3 separate regions of the Ovis aries genome follow, and regions 2 and 3 are each linked to region 1. The links are chromatin contacts, called in public Hi-C maps. All regions are on one chromosome and are shown on one strand. Each heading gives the region's core, a stretch centred on a gene start, on an enhancer-like site or on the middle of the called end of the contact. The rest is flanking DNA. Distances are from core to core; before and after follow the strand shown. Region 1 overlaps ADARB1 (adenosine deaminase RNA specific B1). Region 2 overlaps SLX9 (SLX9 ribosome biogenesis factor). Region 3 overlaps SLX9 (SLX9 ribosome biogenesis factor).

Region 1 (2,700 bases), core at 195-2,694:
ACAGTCCATGGGATCACAAAGAGTCAGACACGACTGAGTGACTGAACAACTCCTAGATATGTTTCACTTACTTCTAATGTGTTCTTGGTTTTTAAAGCAGATACCCCATGATAACTCCCACCTTCACCCCCTGCCACAACAGGCAGGGGCACACAAGACACACACCATCAGCTCTCCACTCGCCAACAGGCCAGCGCAAACAAGCACCAACCCACACGCCAAGGAATGAGGCCTCGGGCAGAGTCCTGTCCGGACCCATCTTCCGAGAGAGCAGACGCCACCTGCGCAGGCCTGTGTACACGCGTGTGAGTCCAGACAGACCCGGAGTTACAGGCTCGGCATACCCCCACCCCTTCCCACCTGGGTCAGCGCCGACAGCCAGCCCTGTGTCTGGAGCGGAGCCCGGGAAACAACTCTCCAGATCACTTCCTCCCGACCAGTGGGACGGTGGAACTTGCTGATATACCTATGAGACCTGACAATGGAGTGCCCGTATTTTCTTTCTGAAAAACAAACTGATATCCAAAGGATACCTGCTTCTCCAGTGCAGACCTACCGGCCCACGTCTGCGGGGAGAACGGCGGGTCTCGGAGGGGCAGTGCCAAGACCGAGGCGGACGGTGCATCTGACCACGGGGCGGCCAAGCTGTGCAGACCCCCATCCCCAGCCCCCGGGACCCTCCCTCTGCACAGCCACAGCTGCAGGTCCTCAGGCTCCGCCACACCTCTCTGCTGTGACGGGCTCAGATGCCCCCAGAACGTGTGCCAGAACGTCCCCATCTCCTCTGGCAGCATCACCGCTGTGACGGTCACTCACTGCAGAGCCCCGCAGGCCTGGGGTTACAGTCACACAGCCGTCTTGTCCAGCACAGAGGTTCTGAGTCGAGTGCCCAGAGCTGTGCCCAGCGTTGCCCACCCATCATCACCCAGCTGCAGGAGGTGCCAGCCCATGTCACTCATGAAGCCTCCTTGGGCAGGACACTAAGAACCAATGAACCCAGGCATCAGCCTAAACGATGGCCCCAGACATATGGCCAACCTCCAGATATTTGGGCGAGCCCAGCTGAGGTCCCCATCACTGCGGAGCACAGACAGGCCATCCACACACCCCCCGCAAATCCCTGACCCAGGAAGACACAAGCAGAACAACATCGTGGCTGTTCTCTGAAGCTGAGCCTTGGGTGTTTAAGTTAAGTAGCAAGAGACCCCCCAGAATGGAGCTACTCCAAAAATCTTGTAAACTTAGGTAAAATGAGCAAATTCCAAGCAAAATGCAACTCATCAAAGCTGACTCAGGAAGAAATGGAAAATTCGACTAGACTACCAATATTAAAGTAGAATCAAGAGAGAAAAAAAATCACTGTACGAACAACAGTCCATGCCTGGATGGCTCCCCAAGGAAGTTCGCCCAACACTCAGCAGGAACACATCTGCCAAGTGCCAGGAGGAAGGAGGAAGTGTCAGCCAAACTGCTCCCAGGGACAGACGTAAACACCCTCGACAAAACGTCAGCGAATGTAGTCCTGACTAATCCTGCATGATCTAGCTGGATTTGTGCTGGAACATGAGAATGACTGCATGCATGGAAACCTATCGATGTAATCCTCTGCGCTAATAAACCATAGGAGGACATCTCATGACCCCACTACTGGCAGCTCAGTAGCAGGCACAGTTGAGATAGATTCCAAGGGACACAGGCTTCTGTGCTGATGTAGAGAGAACGGCAAGCACAGTGCTGTTCTGAAACCCAGAACAGCAGCCTTGTCTGCATGGGGAGAGGCTGTGGTCAAGGAGGAGCTCGAGGGAGACTGAGACACGTCTGCTTTTACCCTGGGGAGGGCAGAGGACAGACGTGTCATCAGAACCGCTCTCCTGACCCTCATGCCTCTGTAGGAGTCACACAGCTTACAACACAGATGTAGGAGAAAATCACAGGGCACAGAAGACAAACCCGCCATGGTGCCCACGGTGTTAGGGAGCACTGTCGGTGCCCACGGTGTTAGGGAGCAGTGTCGGTAACGACGGGGCCCAGCACAGCTGACCCAGGAACGGCCCGGGAACGACACGGCCAAGCACGGTGCCCGAGTCCCCAGGTCCCGTGTCCTCGGGTCGCGCAGTGCTGTAGAACTGCTGCTGACGGAAAGGTGACCCATTCACACCCTAGCTGGGCCAGGGCCAGCTGCACCTGCCACACTGTGAACCAGACGAGACCAGTGACAGCGGCACTGCCTGCAGCAGCAAAGAGAGCCGAGGAGCCTGGGTGTAAAGGGCAGCAAGACCTCAGGCAAGGCCGGGAGAGGCAGCTGGAGTGCTCCTGCCAGTCAAAGTGCAAGCGTTAGTCGCTCGGTTGTGGCTGACTCTTTGTGACCCCATGGACTGCAGTCTGCCAGGCTCCTCTGTCCACAGGATTCTCCAGGCAGGAATACTGGAGTGGGCTGCCATTCCCTTCTCCAGGGGTTCTTCCTGGGATCCAAACCTGGGTTTCCTACATTGTAGGCAGATTCTTTACTATCGGAACCATCAGGGAGGTTTCCTATTTCTTGCAAAAGAGAAGAAGAGAGACCCTGTGGGAGAAGGGAGAGGCAGGCAGGGAGCCAGGCTGCAGGGAGAGGAGGCCAGCTGATGGCGCAGGGTCAGGAGCCAGGACCCTGCCTGGCTCGATACACCCGGCACGCCACAGGAGAAGGGCAGGGCCTGGGCA
Region 2 (2,811 bases), core at 287-2,786, 140 kb after region 1:
GACCTGGGCTCGATCCCTGGTTGGGGAAGATCCCCTAAAGGAGGGCATAGCTACCCACTCCAGTACTCTTGCCTGGAGAATCCCATGACAGAGGAGACTGGTGGTCTACAGTCCATGGGGTCACATCAGAGGGTGAGGCCCCAGCACGAGCCAGCCCTCCACCCCGCCTCCCCCCATCCCCAGGCCAACTCCTCCCTCACCTGTCCTGAGCCCTGCCCCACACGGCAGCAGAGGCATTCACTGGGGGGCCCGGGCGACGCTGACCCAGGACACCAGCATCCCCCAGGGCTCTGCTGCCCCCACTCTTAAGTCCCCTCTCCTTGCTGCTCACATCCTGCCCTCTACGCCTCAGGGAAGCAGCAGGCGCCCACGGCTTGTCATGTCGACCGAGGTCCGTCTTCCTAGGGGACCCACCACCCCACGGCCACGGACTCTGCCCTGGCGTCTCATCTGTCTTGCTCGGAGCCCTCGCTCCCTCGGGCTAGTAGCCGCTGCTCCTTCCGCTGGGTGACACCACTGCCCAGGCCACTCTGCCACAACCCTCAGGGGGCTCCTCCACTGCGCCACTCTCCCCTCCCCCAGCCCCCACTCCCTCTCCGATGCCTGGGGGCTTGCGGGACTCTGCCCCTGCCTCCGCCAACTACTGGGGGCTGCATAACACCTGGCTGGAGAGCCCCATCCGCGACCAGAGCCCCTCAAAGGGCCCGTAGGGCGGACACCCCAGCTCAGGCCCACCAACCCTTCAGAGCCCGAAAGCAAACTGAGTTTAAAATGCACATGAAAACCACCCAATTGTTTGTCACTTAACTTTATTACCAAATATTCCAAGTGCATTCTATGAAGATTAAAAACACAGGTAAGCAGCAGGGAAGTCCCTCCAGGTCAGAGACGGCAGCCAGCAGGCTCCCAAGAAGTGGGAGGGAGAGGGGGTCTCTCCCACCTGCCCTCCTTCCCCGCCCCACCCCCAACCGTCTGGGTGGCAGGGCACTCTGCTTGGGGCGGGGGGCATCGCCAGACGGTTGCAGCTTCTCAGCCACATTGCCAGCGAGTCTGCCGCAGTGGAGGGCAGTGGGTGGCCACCGAAGAGGACGGCAGTGTCGGGCTCGCCCCGCACCTCCCCATCCTCCCCCCAGCCCCACAGGTGAGGTCAAGGAGAAGGTCCTGGCGTCGGGCAGAGGCCAGAGGCCCTGACAGAGGGCATCACGAGAGGGTGGCCAAGCCGCATCCAGCCGCAGTCAGCCTGGAGCCCCTAGAGGACCAAGCCAGAGGGCTTGTCTCTTAATATGACACATGAGTGCAAGTCACTTCCCACAAACCCAGACGAAAGAGAAAGGCGAGGAGAAGGCTGGCTGCGTGGCTACACCACCTCCTGTGGGCATGGACATCTGGGGTTTTCCAGCAGTGTTTTTATTGCAAAAATAAATGTGTCGTCACAATACTCCCGTGTCAACTGCCTGTCTCCCGCCTGTGCCAAGCACAGCAGCCGTGTCACGGAGGAAGTGGCTGGCAGCCCAGGGGACAGTGGCCAAGCTGGCCCTGGGCGCCTCCTTGTGGGTGGCCTCAGCGCTCGCACACGCCCCGCGGGGTCAGGGCTGCCCACTGCCCTCCAGCTGCATCTGCTCGGCCAACTGCCGCCCGATGGCCAGCAGAGGGCTGGCTCTATAGGCCGGACTGGCCAGCAGCTCCTGGAACCGCATCCGTTCCTCCTCGCTGCAAGAATGGAGAGCAGAGGTCAGTGGGGAGGGTGGGTGCGGAGCAGCCAGCAACCACAGGGCCAGCCTCGGCACAGCTACCCTTCAGGGAGGGACACCAGCACAGGGCTGGACAGGGCTGGACAGGGTGGGGTGTGAGGCAGGCTGTGGGGCTATGAGATTCTGCCTGCTGGGTCTGGGTGTGGGGGCGGATGGGGGTCTGAGGCCCGCGGGAGGGGGCACTTCAGGTAGGAGGGGAGGGGCTGCCCTGGGGCCTGTTCGTGGGCGCACAGGCCCCTCATCCGCCACGACTGTGATAAGGAGCTGCCAAGGCGGGGAATGCGCACTGCACACACAAGACCTCACACGGCAGCTCCTCGCCAGCTTGGTCTCGCAGGAGCAGGGGCGCCGGGCCAGGTGGTATTGGGGGTCTGCAGTGGGCCCACCCTCCCCGCAGAAGGCCCTGGGCCCCGAGTCCACAGGGGGGCTGTCTCTCTGTGGCCATCCCTAAGCCCAGCCGGCCACGTCACCTCCCCAAGGCGCCAGGGCCAGCTCACACTTTGGCCCTGCAGCCCAGCACAGACAGGGGCGACCTGCTCAAGTGCCTCTGGGGACAACACCTCTGCCACTGAAACTGAGGTGACCTGGTCCGGAAGCTCAGGGCAGCAGGCCCGTCATAGCACTGTGGTGGGGATGACCCTGGCCTTGGGATGGCGAGGCAGGGAGGAGAGCCCAGCCTGTACCCTCCACAGGTGCATGACCAAAGACAAGGTCAGACCACACCACACTCCAGCTTCCTGTGCTGCTGACGGGGAGACTGTAGACCCCAGCGGATGGCTGGCTGACTGGCCAGGTGTCCACACTCCCAAGACGCCTGGGACCCGGGTCCCAAGGGCAGCTCCCCCAAGACCCAGCAGCTGTCCTTAGCACTCCAGGGGAAGGGGCTTCCTGGTCCCTGGAGACAGTCATCCACGCCCCCCCAGGCTGAGCCCCAGCACACCAAGGACTCGGGTGGGGGAAGCCCTGGATGGGCCATGTAGAGGCAGGCAGGACGCCAGGCGTCCTTTGCATGTGTGTGTGTGGCGGGGGCGCGGGGGGGCGGCGGGGGGGGGGGGCCAGT
Region 3 (2,701 bases), core at 53-2,552, 160 kb after region 1:
GGTCACTTCAGGTGAAAACTCACTGGGACAGAAGGCACGGCTGATGAAGCCCAGCCCCCTCCCTGGGGAAGCACTGCTCCTTACAGAGACCTGAGCCCAGGGACTTGAGCCCAGCCTCAGGGCTGATCCAGAGGCACTGCCTGAGGGCGGCCCTCCCACTAGGAGGAGGACGGCGGGGACTTGCTGCCAGGCCGGACGCTTCCTGCCAGCGTCTCCCCCTCTGGCCACCTGTGTCCTGCGCTGTGCGCAACAGGCCAGCGGCCACCCACCGTGCTGCCCTGTGATTCTGACCCACCCTGCCTGCAGGGCACTGGAGGTCCCTGCGCACTCGGCTCCTCGGCACCCCGGGCCTGTCCAGATGCCTCTTCATGCAGCCACGCCACAGCCAAATCCTCCTGCCTTTGGCACCAGCCAAGCCCACCAGAGCCAGGAAGAGGCCCTGGGAAACATCTGTCCCCCTCCTCCTCCTCCTCCTCCTCCTCCCACTGGCCCGAGGGCCCAGCCCTTCCCTTGATGCCATGCAGGCGAGGTCCTCCGGGCTGGACCCTGACTGCCCTTCCCAGCTTCCCTCTGTCAGGCAGAATGGGCTTGATCAGACGACAGCAAGGCGAGCCCAGCAGTGGCCTTCCCTGCCTCCAGCTGCCAGCAGGCCCAACGCAGTGGCCTGTGCCCTCCAACTTGCTGGTCGAGTACCCAGAACTGGCCCTGCCAGTCAGGGTCAGGGTGCCCCCGGAGGCGGTGGGCTCCTCCCCTCAGAGCCTCCCCATGGCAAGGAGGCAAGAGCCTGGGCAAGATGGAGAGGCGTGCAGAGCTTACGGCCACAGAGGCCACAGCGCCTCCAACAGCAGGTGACCAGCACCACAGCCAAGACCAGGACAGTGTGGTATCCTTCAGCTCCCAGACCCACACACACTGCTGCCCACCGAAGACCTCCAGGCCTCCTCTCCGCGTCCTCCGGAGGCCAGGGGGACCAAGGGGAGAGCCAACCACCAGCCTCCCACCCAAAGTGCATCCCACCCAGGGCCGGATGCAATGGATGGCAGCTTCCTCTCAGCCTGGACACCTCCTATTCCTGTTGCACTTGGGGGAGAGGAGTGAGGAGAACTGGATTCCGTCACAGCCCTGACCTCACAGCTGCAGGAAAGGCGGGGAGGTCTGATGGGGAGCTTCATCACAAGCCCCTCTGGGAGGTGCTCGGATCCTCCAATGCCTGAGGTCAGCCTGCTCAAGCCTCTTCTCCTCCCCCAGGCAGGACAGGCCTGAGGAGCAGATGCAGCGCTGCTGCCCTCTGCTGAGCACCTGCCTGGGAGTTTCAGAGGAGACCATGGTGGCCGGTCAGCAGGGGGAGCTCTGCTACAGAGAGAGGGACGGTCAAGTGCGGAGCTCTCTGCCTGGGAGACAAGACCGGTGCCCCCAAAACCCGGTCCCTCCACCGCGACCTCCAGACCAGCAGGTCCACTCACCACCATCACATCCCCAGCTTCTCCGCCCAGAGCCCTGCAGACATGCTGCACGGCCACCTCCTCTCTCTGGTCCTTCTGCTCCTGCATCCCTGACCAGGCCTGTCCTCCACCTGCTCACGCCTCTGCTTGCATCTAGGGGTTGGGACTGTCCAGCCCAGGGTACAGAGGACTGGGGACACCCAGACACTTATCTGAGCACAGAGCTTGTTTCCTGCATGGTCGCAGTGCAAGGGAATACAGAACGAGAAACAGAACTGGCCGGTGGCACCCCATGGGAAGAGGACGTGGAGCCCAGAAGGGCCCCAGATCTCTACTGGCCCTCCAGTCCCCAGTCCCCACCCAGAGCTGAGTCCCACTGGTAGTGGGTGGGGGTGGTCTGTGGGGTGGGGAGGCCCATCACCTCAGAGCCCAGTGTTTCCCCCTAGGAGGCTGAGCCCCTGCCTGAATCAGAAGGAAAAGTGGGGGCAGTCCTAGGCCGGCAGGGCTCCCAAAGGCTCCCCATGGAAGCTAATGGAGATGCCACCAGCAAGGCCCACCAGCCCCCCTACCCTGGGGTCCACCAGCCCCACTGTGTCCAGGCTTCAGGGGAGGGGGGCACCACCAGGCTCTGGGATCACATGACCACAGGGCAGCGTAGCACGTGACCACAGGGGCCAGGGAGGCAGGCAGTAGAGCTGCCTGCGCCCCAGCCCACGGCGAGGACACTCGTCCAGGTGGACACGTACCCTGCCTGCATGGCCCAGCAGGTCGCGAGCAGAGCTGAGTCACCGGACACCACGTTCCCCATGACCTGTGTCTGCCCTGGCCACCAGTCCAGCTCAAACCCGGGGGGCTGCCAGGCCCAGCGCCCAAGGGAGCCAGGGCACGGGCCAATGTGGAGGCAAGTGGGCATGGTGACAGACACGTGCCACGGGGAACCGGGCGCCTAGGACAGTGGAGAGGGGGTCCACTCAATGGGACATGTGGGCAGTAAGGCCCACAGCTTCACCATCCTAAGGCCAGGCCCAGGCACCATTCCCAATATTCCATTCTTACAAACTTGTCTGAACCCCAACACAGCAAATAAGGCCTGTCATTACCCCGATCTCCAGCGGGAGGCTCGGCGTGGGGCCTCAGGCCGCCCACCCACCCTCTCCACCCTCGACACTGGGGCTCTCAGGGCTCTGGCAGCCGCAAGGCCACAGGCACAGAGCCCGCTGCTCTGAGCTCCAAGCTCCGGGCCGTCTCCTCCTGTCACT

Evidence for each region. Hi-C and Micro-C count contacts between places; a contact is called where the count stands out from the background.
Region 2: a Hi-C map of muscle shows a contact between it and region 1, with 5 times the contacts expected there. The contact joins two enhancer-like sites. A contact is called at or near these places in 2 of 16 Hi-C or Micro-C datasets (muscle and retroperitoneal adipose tissue).
Region 3: a Hi-C map of muscle shows a contact between it and region 1, with 8 times the contacts expected there. The contact joins two enhancer-like sites. A contact is called at or near these places in 11 of 16 Hi-C or Micro-C datasets (blood, hypothalamus, liver and 6 more).

What each region holds. Positions count from the first base shown.
Region 1 is chr1:265,695,140-265,697,839 of ARS-UI_Ramb_v3.0, reverse strand. All of the region lies in intron 3 of ADARB1 (adenosine deaminase RNA specific B1), which reads right to left. Among named protein-coding and RNA genes, the nearest start is that of ADARB1, 43 kb to the right of the region's middle. Within about 2 kb of position 1,444, at least 5 of the 54 cell types and tissues checked have an H3K27ac peak or open chromatin away from gene starts, as enhancers often do. A contact at or near this core is called in muscle, where this site is marked.
Region 2 is chr1:265,550,381-265,553,191 of ARS-UI_Ramb_v3.0, reverse strand. It overlaps SLX9 (SLX9 ribosome biogenesis factor), which reads right to left. Exons shown (of 6, transcript XM_027961114.2): 6 at 793-1,710. The coding sequence ends at 1,587. Among named protein-coding and RNA genes, the nearest start is that of SLX9, 25 kb to the right of the region's middle. Within about 2 kb of position 1,536, at least 13 of the 54 cell types and tissues checked have an H3K27ac peak or open chromatin away from gene starts, as enhancers often do. A contact at or near this core is called in muscle, where this site is marked.
Region 3 is chr1:265,534,107-265,536,807 of ARS-UI_Ramb_v3.0, reverse strand. The region is part of intron 2 of SLX9 (SLX9 ribosome biogenesis factor); the gene reads right to left. Among named protein-coding and RNA genes, the nearest start is that of SLX9, 8.5 kb to the right of the region's middle. Within about 2 kb of position 1,302, at least 14 of the 54 cell types and tissues checked have an H3K27ac peak or open chromatin away from gene starts, as enhancers often do. A contact at or near this core is called in muscle, where this site is marked.